Regions from separate parts of the Mus musculus genome. Here region 1 is linked to region 2. A link is a contact called in public Hi-C data. All regions are on one chromosome and are shown on one strand. Each heading gives the region's core, a stretch centred on a gene start, on an enhancer-like site or on the middle of the called end of the contact. The rest is flanking DNA. Distances are from core to core; before and after follow the strand shown.

The links. Hi-C and Micro-C count contacts between places; a contact is called where the count stands out from the background.
Region 1: a Hi-C map of hematopoietic stem and progenitor cells shows a contact between it and region 2, with 4 times the contacts expected there. The contact joins the promoter of Cfap43 here to the enhancer-like site in region 2. A contact is called at or near these places in 1 of 39 promoter capture datasets (embryonic stem cells), 5 of 15 datasets of contacts at CTCF or cohesin (the G1E-ER4 cell line, embryonic stem cells, large pre-B cells and 2 more), 122 of 484 Hi-C or Micro-C datasets (the 4T1 cell line, the 63-12 cell line, the AML12 cell line and 69 more), 31 of 115 datasets of contacts at active chromatin or transcription factors (DN3 thymocytes, PVALB interneurons, T-cell acute lymphoblastic leukemia and 20 more) and 4 of 9 other capture datasets (adipose tissue, liver, macrophages and 1 more).

Annotation. Positions count from the first base shown.
Region 1 is chr19:47,835,172-47,842,185 of GRCm38.p6, forward strand. It overlaps Cfap43 (cilia and flagella associated protein 43), which reads right to left and starts at 2,190. Exons shown (of 38, transcript NM_027559.2): 1 at 2,044-2,190; 2 at 393-646. The coding sequence starts at 2,156.
Region 2 is chr19:47,503,587-47,510,337 of GRCm38.p6, forward strand. It overlaps Stn1 (STN1, CST complex subunit), which reads right to left. Exons shown (of 10, transcript NM_175360.3): 8 at 6,749-6,751; 9 at 4,220-4,292. Among named protein-coding and RNA genes, the nearest start is that of Gm19557, 6.0 kb to the right of the region's middle. Within about 2 kb of position 5,410, at least 212 of the 459 cell types and tissues checked have an H3K27ac peak or open chromatin away from gene starts, as enhancers often do. A contact at or near this core is called in the 4T1 cell line, the AML12 cell line, B cells and 40 more, where this site is marked.

The sequences.
Region 1 (7,014 bases), core at 940-3,439, 330 kb after region 2:
CAAAACACCTTCATTCCTAAGAACTAGATTTGTTCACATAAAAAACAAATTTCAGTAGCCAGGTGGTGGTGGTGCGTCCCTTTAGTCCCAGCACTCAGGAAGCAGAGGCAGGGGGAAATCTCTGAGTTCAAGGCCAGCTTGGTCTACAGAGTCAGTTCCAGGATACCCAGGGCTACACAGAGAAACCCTATCTTGAAAAACAAACAAAACAAAAATCCTTCAGTTCCGGGGTGAAGGGGGTGGGGGTGAGGTACCACAGGTGTGTGCTACCACGAAAGGATGATTCTGCCCTTTTAGGTAATTTCTGAGGTAATTCCAGTGTTGACGGGAAGCACACCACCTTTAAGTCAAACGGCTGACTTAAAGGGGGAGGGGGAGGGTGTCCCAGATACCTTTTAACTTGTTTTTTCTGGTCAGCGATGGGAAGCTGTATATGTAGATAACAGGTTTAAATCTTCGGTCAGAGAAAGCCACGACTTCACTGGGCACATTAGTTGCCATGACGCCCACAATCCCATTAATACACTGGAGTACAGTCTTCTTCTTGGTTTCCAGGTTAATGAATATTACAAAGTTCCCAGAAGGGTAGCAGATGGTCTGGTCATTGACAAAGTGGACGTTCTGACTAGGGAATCCTTGCACCCATCTTTGAGAAAAGATAGATCAGCATCAGTATGATCCACGCTCACTTCCTTTCCAACACAGCACCTAGAAAGCCATCCCAGTCTTTGAAACACATCCGCTTCATTTTTAACTCCCTCTCTGCTCCAGTCTTTCAGAGGAACACAGGGACTCACTGAGAAACCAGTGTGAGCCGATGGTCTAGAACAATGCAAAGGCTGGAGAGATGACTCAGCAGTTAAGAGCACTGACTGCTCTTCCAGAGGTTCTGAGTTCAATTCCCAGCAGCCAAATGGTGGCTCACAACCATCGGTAATGAGATCTGATGCCCTCTTCTGTTGTGTCTGAAGACAGCAACAGTGTACGTATATACGCATATACACATATACATAATAATAAATAAATAAATCTCTCTATATATATAAAAGAAATGCAAAGATCAATAGGTCTCTGGCCTGTGACATGGCTCACTAGGTTGAAAGGAAATTGTAGAAAACAGTGTATCCAGGGTTCTTTTCTCTTGACTGTTTTTTGAAAAACTAAACTCAAAATCACTTAAAAAAATCAACTAAACAAATTTAAAACCGCTTTGAGTAAGACAGCACACTCTATAGTTGTAAGCCACGTACGTGACTTGCTTATAGTTTACACACATGAAGAATGCACGGCTCTGTTTTAGACCTAAAAATCCACATAAGGACAAGGAAGACACGAGGGCAAAGGAGTTAGAACGTGAGAGGTCCATTTTAGGAGAGGATTGTGTGGTAGGTATATGGTGGAAGGAAAGTCTGAGATAAGGAAAATTCCATTTTATTTAAATATTAAAGATATGTTTGAAAGTGGAGGAAAGAGAGTGAAGGGCACATGTTTTCCGAGTCTGTCCCCCATCTCCTCCCATGACACAGAACAGCAGTGACAGGGGACCCTGAACTGTAAGCCATCCTTCAGAACGTGGAGGGACAGAAAAGTTAGCTCTTCCAGATGTCTAAGGCCCAGCAACTGCGCACAGGAATCCGGAGTGAGAAGGAAGGAGTTAGAAGGGAGGGAATCGCCTAAGAGGACGCTGATGAAGAGGAGGGCTGAATGGGTTTGCAGGAGCTCTGGGGTTGAGTACCACCGAGGCAGGAAGAGGATGCAAAAACAGAAGGTGGGGGAGAGGAATACCGGGCACACAAGTGAGGGTCCCTTAGCAGGAGAGCAATGTGGTGAGGTGGGAAACTGAGGGCCGGTTGGTCATTTGGTCAGGAGACCGACCGAGGGGTCCAACTGAAGAGGCTGCACAGGGTCGGAGCCGGGGGTGGGGAGGAGTTGCGGGGGTGGGGGTGGGGAGTGAGAAGCAGAGCGAGTTTGCTTGGAGGATTCGAGGGGCAGGGGTCCTGGCAGGGTTTCCCCCTCCAGCCCCTTGCGGCCGCGATGCCGCACCTCACCGACAGGGAGGATCCGGAGTAGTGGGCAGAGGCAGAGGCAGGGGCTGAGGCTGAGGCAGAGGCAGTGGCAGAGGCAGTGACGTCGTCGCGCTCCGGGTCTTGCGACATGCCGACTCCCAGCGCACCCGGGGCTGCGGCCGTTACTCCTTGGCCCGGCCGGGTCAGGCTAAGAAGCCCGCGAAGATGCCACTGTTTACACCTGTATCCTGGAGACCGGGAACCCCGCGCCCATTGGCTGGCGGGCGCCGCCTATGGGCGAGCGGCGAGCGAAGCCGAGCGGTGGGACCCTGGGTCGTGGATGCTGGAGTGCTTCTGCCTCAGCAAATAGTTTCAGTATTAATAAGTGTCAAGACGGTTATTAATTCTGCATGCTGCCATGCTACTCCTATCTATACGCCGGAAATATTTCATTTATTTCCCTGCACCGGTTAAGCCTGCTCGGAACCCAGTGAGCAGAAAGCCAAGTCAGAATCCAAAGGGTGAGGGGCACAATGGCTGCCTAACAACCCTTCAGGTGTCTCCTCTGTGAGCGCAAGGAGGCAGACTGAAGTAATCTGGTGGGTGATAGGCTATGCTCTTCTCTCCTAGCCCCTTGCCTCTGTCCTGTCTAATCCTTTTTCTTCCCTGAGTTTCTCTTCCCCTTTTCCAGTTCCTTCCTTCCCACCTGGCCAAAAAAAAAAAAAAAAAAAAAAAAAAGTTGGGCTCCCCATTCCCTCCCCGCTCCCACCAGCCTCTCCCTCCTTCTCCTCCTCCCCCTCCTCCTTCCCTCCTCCTCCTCCCCCTCCTCCTCCCCCTCCTCCTCCTCTCTCTCTCTCCCTCTCTCTCTGCCTTTACTACTCTATTAACTCCCCTTCCCATGGCCTGAATAAACTCTATTCTATACAAGAAGAAGAAGAAGAAGAGGAGGAGGAGGAGGAGGAGGAGGAGGAGGAGGAGAAAAGAAGAAGAAGAAGAAGAAGAAGAAGAAGAAGAAGAAGAAGAAGAAGAAGAAGAAGAAGAAGAAGAAGAGAAACAGGATGAAAGAAAGAAAGAAAGAAAGAAAGAAAGAAAGAAAAAGAAAGAAAGGAAATAATATGTTGGAAATGGCTGAGCCTGGTCTAGGGAATGTTCACTCCATCACTGTAACTGTTACAGTGGCAGGGCAGGGCTTCACCAATGAAAATGTTACAGCTTTGATAGGAAAGGTATCCTGGCAATTGGGAACCAAGCAATACCACCTTGTCACACTTTACAACAAACCTCACCCAAGAGATTTATTGGGAGGGGAAACCCAGGAGGGTGGATGCAATGCTTGGACTAGAAGCAGCTGTCAACTGAGCATAAGGTAGGGTTTTTATGTAGGGTTTCATGGCTGCTGGGCTTTCCAGGGTGGCCTGGGATTGGTGGAATTTTTTTTTTTTTTTTGTCTGATATTGTGGCAAGCTTAGGGATTGGTGGGATTCTTTTTCTTGGCCTTGGTCTTGGGGTCAAGTCAGGGTCATAGTGTTCTTTCTATTGCCCTTTTTACCCTACAGTAATGAACTATGGATGTGTTCAAGTAGGTTAAAGAAAGGGGGATTTTAAAGAGAGAGAGAAAAAAGAGGAAGACCTTTGAAGCAATAATCCACAGCATCAGTGTTTAATAACAAGAATGATGCTGAGGTAGAGCAGAAAGACGTGAAACTATGGAGTCAGGAGAAGGGAGAGCCAGCTAATCAGAGTCTGGCAGCTGAGAACCAAACGTTCCGAATGCAGGATAAAACCCACCAATTACATAATAAGGACACCCACCAATCCCTGAGTTCATTCAAGCTCAGGAATTGATATCTCACCAATCACCACCCTGGGAATCTCTATCCTGGAAAGCTCTGCACCTCCAGAAATCTTATATAAGCCCCGCCTTCTGCTCAAATTGCCTGAGCAAAAGCAGCCACTGTCCATCGTCCATCGAGGTTTTACCTCTCAGTTAATCTCTTGTGTGAGGCTTGCTGTGTGGTGTGACTTGGTGGTACCCCTTGGCTCCGGGTTGCCAGGATACCTCTCAGTATAGAGCTTTGGCTGGGGGAAACTTACCCCTACCTGAGCAGAGCTCTAACACTTTCATTAGAGCAGAACTGTAACACTTTGGAAATCGTCCCCTCCCTCCCGAGTAGCAGAACTGTTACATTCCCATTGGGAAAAGCTCCCCTGCAGCAGCTGGAGCAAACTGGAACACTTTTGAAGTGGAAACCTTTCACTTCAGAGCTGCAACACTTACACCAATATGATTAACATTTGCTTGACGTTTTATTCCTTTCCAAGTCGTAGACCTGAAGTTTTCTAGATCTTTCATCAGAATTTTCCTTCACTGAACAAGGTCTTGTCTTAACCTCCTTGTGTAATCTCAGTGGCTCCTGGTCATACCTCATCATTTTAACTCCATTTAAGGAGCCTCCTAGAATCTCTCTCTCTCTCTCTCTCTCTCTCTCTCTCTCTCTCTCTCTCACACACACACACACACACACACACACACACACACACACACACACTAGCAGTCTTTTGAGATAATACTTGAGAGCTGCCGAAATTGTATATAAGCTTAATGCTAAGACACTCAACTGGGATATCTTGAGAATCCACCCCCCCCCCACTAGTCTGTTTTATTCTTTTTCCTGGGGATCTTTCTTCCTCTGGAGCCCTGTACTTAAAAAAAAAATCTATGATAAAAATGTATTAATAAACTCTTCTCTGAGAAGCCCATGCCAAGGGGGTATGCCTTTTTCATTTGCCTCAGACTTATAGAGATTAGCCTGCTTCTGCTTTCTGAGTGCTTCGACTTAAGGTATCTGCGGCCACACTGGGCTTATTCTTAACAAGCTCTAGAATCTACTTCCTATTGGTTTGTCCTGCAATTCCTGGGTATGCATGCAAGGGTACATATATGCATGTCTGTGTGTACATGGCCACGTGTATCCATGTACATGTGCGGTGTGTGTGTGTGTGTGTGTGTGTGTGTGTGTGTGTGTGTGCGCGCGCGCGCGCGCGCGTGCATGTAAGCCCTCGATCCGCATCTTTACCTGAGCCTGGACACTCTCCACTCCCAGTTAGGTGAATTGCTCAGGCTACTTTCAGAGACAGTGTGGAGGTGTAGAGCTGTGCTTCTCCCCTGGCTTCACAGACGACGTCAGTGAATGAGCTACTTCAGAAACATAAATGATCACATTTGTGCCTTTCTATATGTTAGAATTTATTTTAGAACAGTGAGCCCACAAGTTACATCAATTCGGCTGGCTTTAATTAACCAACTATTACTTGGCCATTGGCAATAACAGTTTCATTCTAAGTACGACTGTGAGCTCTCAAGTTACACATTATATTGTATACATGCACACACAATGTATGTTATAAAATATGTGTGTTTTGGGATGACTAAGAAAAAGTTAGAGAGGCTGAAGATCTCAAAGGGGCCTCACCGAAGGCAAGAGTGGAATTGGTATAGACACAAAGAGATGCCCTGAAGCAAAGTAAAAACAGGTACCAACACAGGGAGCCCAGGCACTGACCTGTTCGGACACAAGGCTTTGACAGCACAGAACGCCAAGCAAAACTCATTGGGCTCTAACAAATGGCAGCTTGAGTGGACCAAGTCAGGAAGGGATCAATGCAGAGCTGAAATCCCATGAACGGAGCAAGAAGTTCTGTGCTTGCTGACCCCGTGATGGTTTGATGCCTCCTAACTCAATGATGAGCGCCCACCTTTCATATGATCCAAGAGATGCCAAGAGATTCATTGCTTAGGTTTTTCTGACATGGTTTGGACATACCTGTGTGTCCATTTATTTCTGATTTAATTTGTTATGTTTCTAGATGGTAATAGTCGGTGTGATTATTCATCAGTCTATGTCTCACAGTTGATATTTCACGAATGTTGGGAGCTATTAAGGCAACACTATTGTCCTGATCTCTGAATTGGGCCTCTCCCCCCAAGAAGAAAAGAGGGTCAAAAGCGAGCCACCGACACACCGCTCTGAGAACAACCACAGATTGTTCCAGCCCTAAGTCAGCGCCGGATGTCCTGACCTCAAGATACCCTGATACCGCCAAGTTCCTGCTTCCCCGTGTAACTGCCTAAGAATGTGCAATTCTATTGTCCCCCCTCCCACTGATAAATACTTCTCCTTTTGCTTGTACTGCCCCATCCCTCCCGCTGATCAGTATCTGTACTTCCCCGTTTCCTTGTGCAATTCTACTGCCCCATCCTTCCTGCTGAAAGGCACTTCCCCTTTTGCTTGTGCATTTAAACCTCGGGCCTGGCAAATACATTTGGGGGCTTTGATGCATTCCAGAACGGTTTCCGTGTCGTTTTTCGCACAAGGCCCTCGTCCCTCTCTACCCCCCATTTGGTTCTTAGGAGGAGGTCCCCTCGAGACCCTCGAATAACTGGACCTGCTGGACGGGTCAAGTGGCGCCCGACGTGGAGCACGAGGTACGACTGCCCTCCGGACAACGGATTAAGGATTAAAGAGGTACCGCGCAGACAGAGAAACAGTGGGACAGTCCATCGACACTTCGTTCGAGTGTCGAGTACGGACGTTGGGAGGTAAGCCTAGGTATTCAGTTGTTGTCCCATTAACCATGGGGAATTTAGTCAAGAGATAAAAGGTTCTCTTAAGGAGAGAGGGGTAAGAGTTTTTAAAAAGGGGAATTTAATAAAATATTTTTGTTTTGTGGACGGACGAGAGATGTCCATGGCTGGTATTGAATGGTTCTGAAATACACCCTTTAACTTAGAATAAAGTAGGCAAAGATGTTAATGCTTTGATAAAACAAGGAAAAGATGTCCCTTTTTAGCAATTGGGGAATCATAAGAGATCTCCTTAAACAGGCAGAAGTGGGCAGAGAAGGTGCTTGCCTCCTAGCCCTTACTGAAGATTTTTTTAGAAAACTCCCAATCGCCGTCTCACAAAATCAAAACTAAGCCGCCGCGCACAGTATCTCTATTAGAAGG
Region 2 (6,751 bases), core at 4,160-6,659:
AGCCCCTTAGTCCTTCATGGAGCTGATGCCGGCTTAGGCTTAGTGCAGACACTTTCCTTGCTATGGTCTCAGCCCCAGTCCCTCTAAATGTCAGCCCATCACTTATTAAAGGCCCAGTAGGAATGATGAAATGAATAGACTGACCTCTCTGGACAACTGTGGAATAGCATGTAGCCACTTAGAAGTTGGAGGCATCTTTCCACACACAGCGCAATTGCCAATGCCCTCTAGAGGTCAATGCTGGGTGCAGACAATGCAGATTATAGGCCAACCTTGAGTTTCTAGAAAAGCAGGATTGTGTGTTTGCATGTGCACGGAGCACCCCCAGACGGATGCTGGTCTGGTGTGGAGAGGGGGGTCTGAGGTCCTCTGAGCAGTTCTGCACTGTCTGACTTTTTAGGACCTGCGTATTTATTACTCAGTGCCACAGGTTATGACAAGAGAAAGACAGGTGACTACAGCCAATGCTAAGAGAGTTCCTGTGAGCCGGGCAGTGGTGGCGCATGCCTTTAATCCCAGCACTCGGGAGGCAGAGGCAGGCGGATTTCTGAGTTCGAGGCCAGCCTGGTCTACACACGGAGTTCCAGGACAGCCAAGGATACACAGAGAAACCCTGTCTCGAAAAACCAAAAAAAAAAAAAAAAAAAAAAAAAAAAGAGAGAGAGAGAGAGAAAGAGCGAGAGTTCCTGTGAGTATCCTAGGGAGTTATTCGCACTAGGTGATTGGCCGATAGCTCTTAGAGGCCTGCATGTGTTGGGAGCAGAGCTCAAAGGTCCTTGCACTCCCAGGTCTCCAGGAAACCAGGATGTCTTTCCAATGGAAAATACGTAAAATTTGTTTTTCCATTCAGAAATCTGGGAATCGGAGGTGATTAACAGCCTGATGATGTGCAATATCTGTCGGGCCAGGACAGATCAAACTTATTTTTTATTTTTATTTTTTAAGATTTATTTATTATTATATCTAAGTACACTGTAGCTGACCTCAGACGCACCAGAAGAGGGCGTCAGATCTCATTACGGGTGGTTGTGAGCCAACAGGTGGTTGCTGGGATTTGAACTCAGAACCTTCGGAAGAGCAGTCAGTGCTCTTACCCGAGGAGCCATCTCTCCAGCCCCCATATCAAACTCTTACAACCGGGACCAGTAATGACTGGTAATCTCAATGACTTGTACAGTCAGAGGCTCCCCCAACCAGGACCAAAGATACCTAGTAGTCTAAATGACCGTTACAATATCTGTATAGCCAAAGGCTCCCCCAAGCTTTCATAACCAGGACCAGAGGTGGCTAATAGCCTAAATGACCTCTCCACTACCTCTATGAGCAGACCAGCTCTTCCCCTAGACCCTTAAGCTAATACATGTAGCCCATCTCCAGAACCCGTCTTCTTGGAAGAAATGACATGTGCCCTGAGTTGAGGTTCAATGTAATTATACCTTGTGCACCGGGGATTGTATTATACCTGGAAACTTCTTTTCCAAAATTACACTGGGTTTAAAGAATGCTGGCAGTAAACCCCCTGGCACCAGACTCCCCGAGGTTTGATCCAGGTTGATGATACCAAACTGAATTGAGTTTTCACTCTCACCTCTTCCTGGTTCGCTTCCCTGCCAGCTGTGACTGCCTGCAGGGTCCCCCTCACACAACTTACAGACAGTGGCAGAGCCATCCACCATGGTAGGCTCAGTTGCCCGGGCAGGGGCTGACCAACCAGTGTATATAAAACCTGTCACTTTTTTTTAAGTCTCTTTTAAATATTTTATTGGGGTGCATGTGTGCACGTGCCACGGCACGGATATGAATTAGGGAGCTGCTTCTTGCCGTCCATCTTGCTGCTTTCTGCTGCTGCACTGTGTGTTCCACGCTAGCTGGCCTGGCCCATGAGCTTCGTACCTGCCTCCCAGTTTGCTAGAGGGGTGCTAGGAACACAGGTGTGTGCCACTGAACCCAACTTTTCTGTGTGTTCCAAGGACCTGAACTCTGATAATCAGGCTTTCAGAGCAAGCACTGCCACCCACGGAGCCACTCCTTCCGAGGATGGAGTGTGGACCCCTTTCGTTTACTTTACGGGTGCCAGGCTATAAAGCGCTGCAGTCCCAATGTGCATCAATCTAAGAATGCGGCGGCTGAGGGGCCTGGGATTCAGTGTGGAGGAATGGCATTTTGGGACCATCCGTTCTGGCTGAGGCTCTCACAAAGCAGCAGACAGAGAGGCTGCCTATTGGTTTTGCTTTGTTGCGACAGTCTGTGGGCTGGAGAGGCACCTTGTTTTGGAAGCCTAAGGACCTGAGATTTCAAATCTCTGATACCCATGTAAAATCAGCCAGGCACGGCTGCAGGAGCGCCTGTAACCCCTGCACTGTGTGAATGTGGGGAGGGAGGGGTAGGCACAGGAGAACAGCTGGAGCACCTTGGCTGCCAGCCTTCCTCCATGCTCAGTGACAAGTCTGTCTTAAAAGAATAGGACAGGGGAAGAACTGAAGGAGCTGAAGGGGGTGGCAACCCCACAAGAAGAACAACAGTGTCAACTAACTGTATCTGGGACCCCTGGGGATTCCCAGAGACTAAACCACCAACCAGTGAGCATATATGAGCATACATGGCCTGGTCCATGGCCCCTGGCCTCAATGGGAGAGGATGTGTACAGGTAGAGACTGGGTGCCCCAGGGAAGGAGGGTTGCGGGGGGGAAAGGTAAGGTAGGGGGAGTGAGAGGGTGAGATGGGGAGCACTCGCTCAGAGGCAGGGGTGGGGTGGGGGGTGGGGGTGAAGAACTCTTGGAGGAGGGACCAGGAATGAGGGTAAGATTTGGAATATAAATAAATAAAGCAGTTTTTAGAAAGAGAGAGAGACAGAGACAGAGAGAGAAGGGCAGAAAGGGATAGAGGACATCTAAAGTCTTCCTTTCATTTCCATGCACATACACCAGGTACATATAACACACACACACATACACACACATACACACACACACATACCACACACACATACACACACACACACATACATACATACACATACACATACACACAGGAAGGGGGAGGGAAAAAGAAAGGTGAAATAGAGGGGTATGGGCAGGGGGAGAAAGAAAGCACATCTCATTGTGTTAACCCTGGCTGACCTCCTGCCTCGGCCTTCCCAGGGCTGGGGTTACAGGTCCATGCGACCATGCCTGCCTGTGCTGCTCCATCCCTGCTACGAATGAGCCAAACAGCATCCATTACTACCGTAACAGGACTGCTTTGGGGCTCGCTCTTTCCTTCCCTTTCCCTCCCTCCCTTCCTTCCTCCGTTCCTTCCTTCCTTCCTTCCTTCCTTCCTTCCTTTCTTTCTTTCTTGTCTGATTGTGGCACCCTATTGGTTCTGATCTCACTGGGTCCTAAACCACAGGGTAGATGACCTGGCCTCCCTCTACCTGTCTGTAGACCCAGCCTTTCCTTCTGGGTCTGAAAGGAGTGAAAGACTTCTCCAGAGAGAATAAAAATAGGAAGGGGACCCAGGGCTAACAACCCTTTCTGCTCCTAGGATCATGGTGACATAAGTATTTGTCATTGGCATATGTTTGCAAAAGCCAGGCTCTGGACGGTCACCTTGAAGACTCACAAGTTCATACAGACTCATGATAAGACGGATGCTTTCTTTGTAATTAGGGTGAATTGATATGCGAGTTATCAGACTAGATGTAGTTTGAGTGTCCAGCCACTAGGGGCCGACCTAACTCCACAAACCGGCACTATTTTTCTAAGCCATTTCATTTATAACTCAAGGGTTTCTTGAGATGACTGGATTTCGTTATTCATGAACTGTAATGTCTAAGAGCCGTCCTGCCTGAAACTGAAAAGCCTTGATGTTTGAGAAGAGAGTGAATGTTGACATTACATTCAGAGGCAGTGGTAAACATGGGCGACAAACCAGGGACCAGAAGCAGCGAGCGCATCTCAGAGCCGAGCGTGGTGGTTCACTTCAGTGTGCCCGAATCTCAGGGAGAGCTTGGTGGTTGGCCTCCAGCTTATCCCTACAGGACCGGACACCCCAGGGCTGTTTAAAGGAGCCCCACATGCTGACTCCTCTGCCCAGGCAACACGACATAGAGGAGAGGACAATGAGTCTCGGAGGACAGAAGCCCTGGCTGTCTCCCTCCTGAGTCAGGACAGAGCATCCTGATTCTGTCTAGGAGGGAAGGAACCCTGGGCGCACCGGCTCACCATCACAAAACACTTACGGTTTGGTTTCTGACAGTCTTCCTTAATGATGTGGTAGATCTTCTGCTGCAGGTCTTTGTCTTTGGTGGTTACCTAAAAGGAGAATCCAGAGAGGAAACGTGGTTTGAGAACACAGCAGTGTGTCACTCAGAACTCAAGACCAGCCTTCGAGGCGGTTCTACAAATCCCATAGCAACGACAAGCCTCCCCCATACGCCCTCCCTCAGTGATTCTGATGCGTGGTGGCCGCTGCAGCTCCGCTCTGCCCCTAAGGACACAGCTCTCTCAGGAGCTGGTTTGTTGGGGCCAGAAGGGAAAGCATAACTGGAACCCTGTGCCTTGAAGGGGCAACTGCCCTTTTCTACACTGTGGCCACTCAGACAGACACTCCTCTTCCTTGCCCAGTGTTTTTGAAGGAGCTCCCGCAGGTTCAAAGTTTCCTCCCTGTCCCAGCCTTCTTCCTCTCGGTCCCCTTCTTGTCTTATATTTCTTTAGTTCCTCTTCTTCTAAGCACAAGGAAGAATTAAAGAAGAAATGGGCATGGGGAAGCCAGCAAGCTAGAGAATCCAGCTTATCTACAGAAACGCTCTCTGCTCTTGTAGGCACACCCACAACCATGTTTCTCAACTAGCAGCAGGCTTCACCCTCAGCTACAGGCAGTAAATTTAATAACACTAGAGAAGAGAGAGGGGAGAAGAGGGAAGGGAAGAGGGAAGAGAGGCAGAGAGGGGGGGAGGGAGAGGAAGCAAAAGAAAAAGAAGGTGAGGGAGGGAGGGAGGAAGAGAAGAAAGGGGAAGAGGGAAGGAAGGAAGGAGTGTGTAAAAGGAGAGAAGAAAGAGGAAGGAGGAAGAGCCAAGTCTAAGCATGGGAACACAGCTGAAGAACTGGGTACAGGAAACAGCCATGGCCGCCCGTGAGACCTGATGACTTCGGACTCACAAGATTAGTGTGAAGGTCAACCATGGGTGCAAACAGAGCTCTGGGCTCTGCTGTAACTATGTCCCCAGCAGGGCTTCAGGAGAAAGGAAAGCCACAAATCAGGGATGAGTGGAAGGGAGGGGTCAGCCACAGAAGGGGCCGTGGGATCTATTCCTGTTTGACTACCCCTTCCAGCTCAGGGTGATTCATTCACAAGAGGAAGTGCCCAACCCTGCCACACCTCGCCCTGGGCAGCTGCAGTTGCCCTGGCTGCTTCCCAGGGAGGGTTGCTCTCTACAGACAGACCCTCACAGAAGCCAACCCAGAACAGAAGGAGGCACAAATCTCTAAGAGGGCTCCAGCTGAACTTAGTGTGACAATGGCCGCCATGTCCTGCTTGGCCCCTCCCATCCCGGGATGAGTGGACAGCACTGTGTTATACTGGCTTACCTCTCAACACTGTGGAAAACCCCTCCTACTTAAATAAATAAAACCTGGGCCTCTCCACAGAGGAAATGACCTGCTAAGTAGACCTCTAGCGAGTCTGCAAGCAGGCAGGCCCAGCAGCCTGTCTCCAGAGCTCTCATCTTATTCTGAAGCCACTTCTCCGCTCTGGACACGAGTGGTCCTCTCTCAGCTTACTGCCTCCAACATCAAAGGCATGCAGCAAGAGGCAGACTTCTACCTTGAAAAGATGGAGGCAAGCAAGCAGCCGTCCCGTTCCTCAGAAGGGAGGCTGGCAAGCAAGGCCTTCAGGGAGGCAGACTGGAGTTACCTGAAAGCTTTAACTAAAGTGTCCTTTGCTCCGGGCGCTCTCCTGCGTGAGCCGTCCTTGGAAATACCAACACAGATTCACACAGAGAGCCACACAGATCGAGTCAGGAAACACTATTTGTGACAGCAAAAGTCGTACAACCGTAGTGTCCGTCCGTCCGTCACAAAGGAATGGCTAGAAAGTTCTGGTAAATACTCCTGGTCAGAAAGAGTGAGGCAGACTCGCAGGTGCCGGGACACACGGGCACAGGGACAGACGGTGGCACTGCAGGCTGTGCGGAGCACTCTTCACAGCAGTGGGACATCTGGTGATGCCCGAAGGCATTTCTGATTGTCACAACATACTAGGTGCTAGTGGCATTTAGTGTGAGAGGCCAGGGATGCTGGTGGAAGACACAGGACAGTCTCCAGTGCATCAGCATCTGCACCAGGAGCTCTGAGGATGAGGCCTTCTCAATTAGAAGATAGCTCACTCACTCTTACTCCCTTCCCTTCCGTTCCCCCTTCCCCTACCCTTCCTTCCTTTCTTAAAAAAGCCATAGGGACGTGCTTGTATATCTGTCAATGTACAGATAAATATTTAGACGGCCATTGGGCTTCAAGTGGCAGCATGGATCCGGAGTAGTGGCACACACCTACAATCCCAGCCGTGGAGAGGTGGAGCCAGGAGATTAGGAGTTCAAGGTCAGCCTGGGTTTACAGAGTCAGACTGTTTCACTGGAGGAAACAGTTACATTGTGAAAGGGTAAGAGGTCGCTTTCACCCCGACTCACTGTCTTAGAAACTGGTACTATTCCTAAGCCTAACTGTACTTGTAACGGAAGCCATGAGGGGAAACTAGGCTGCAGGTCTCTTACGTA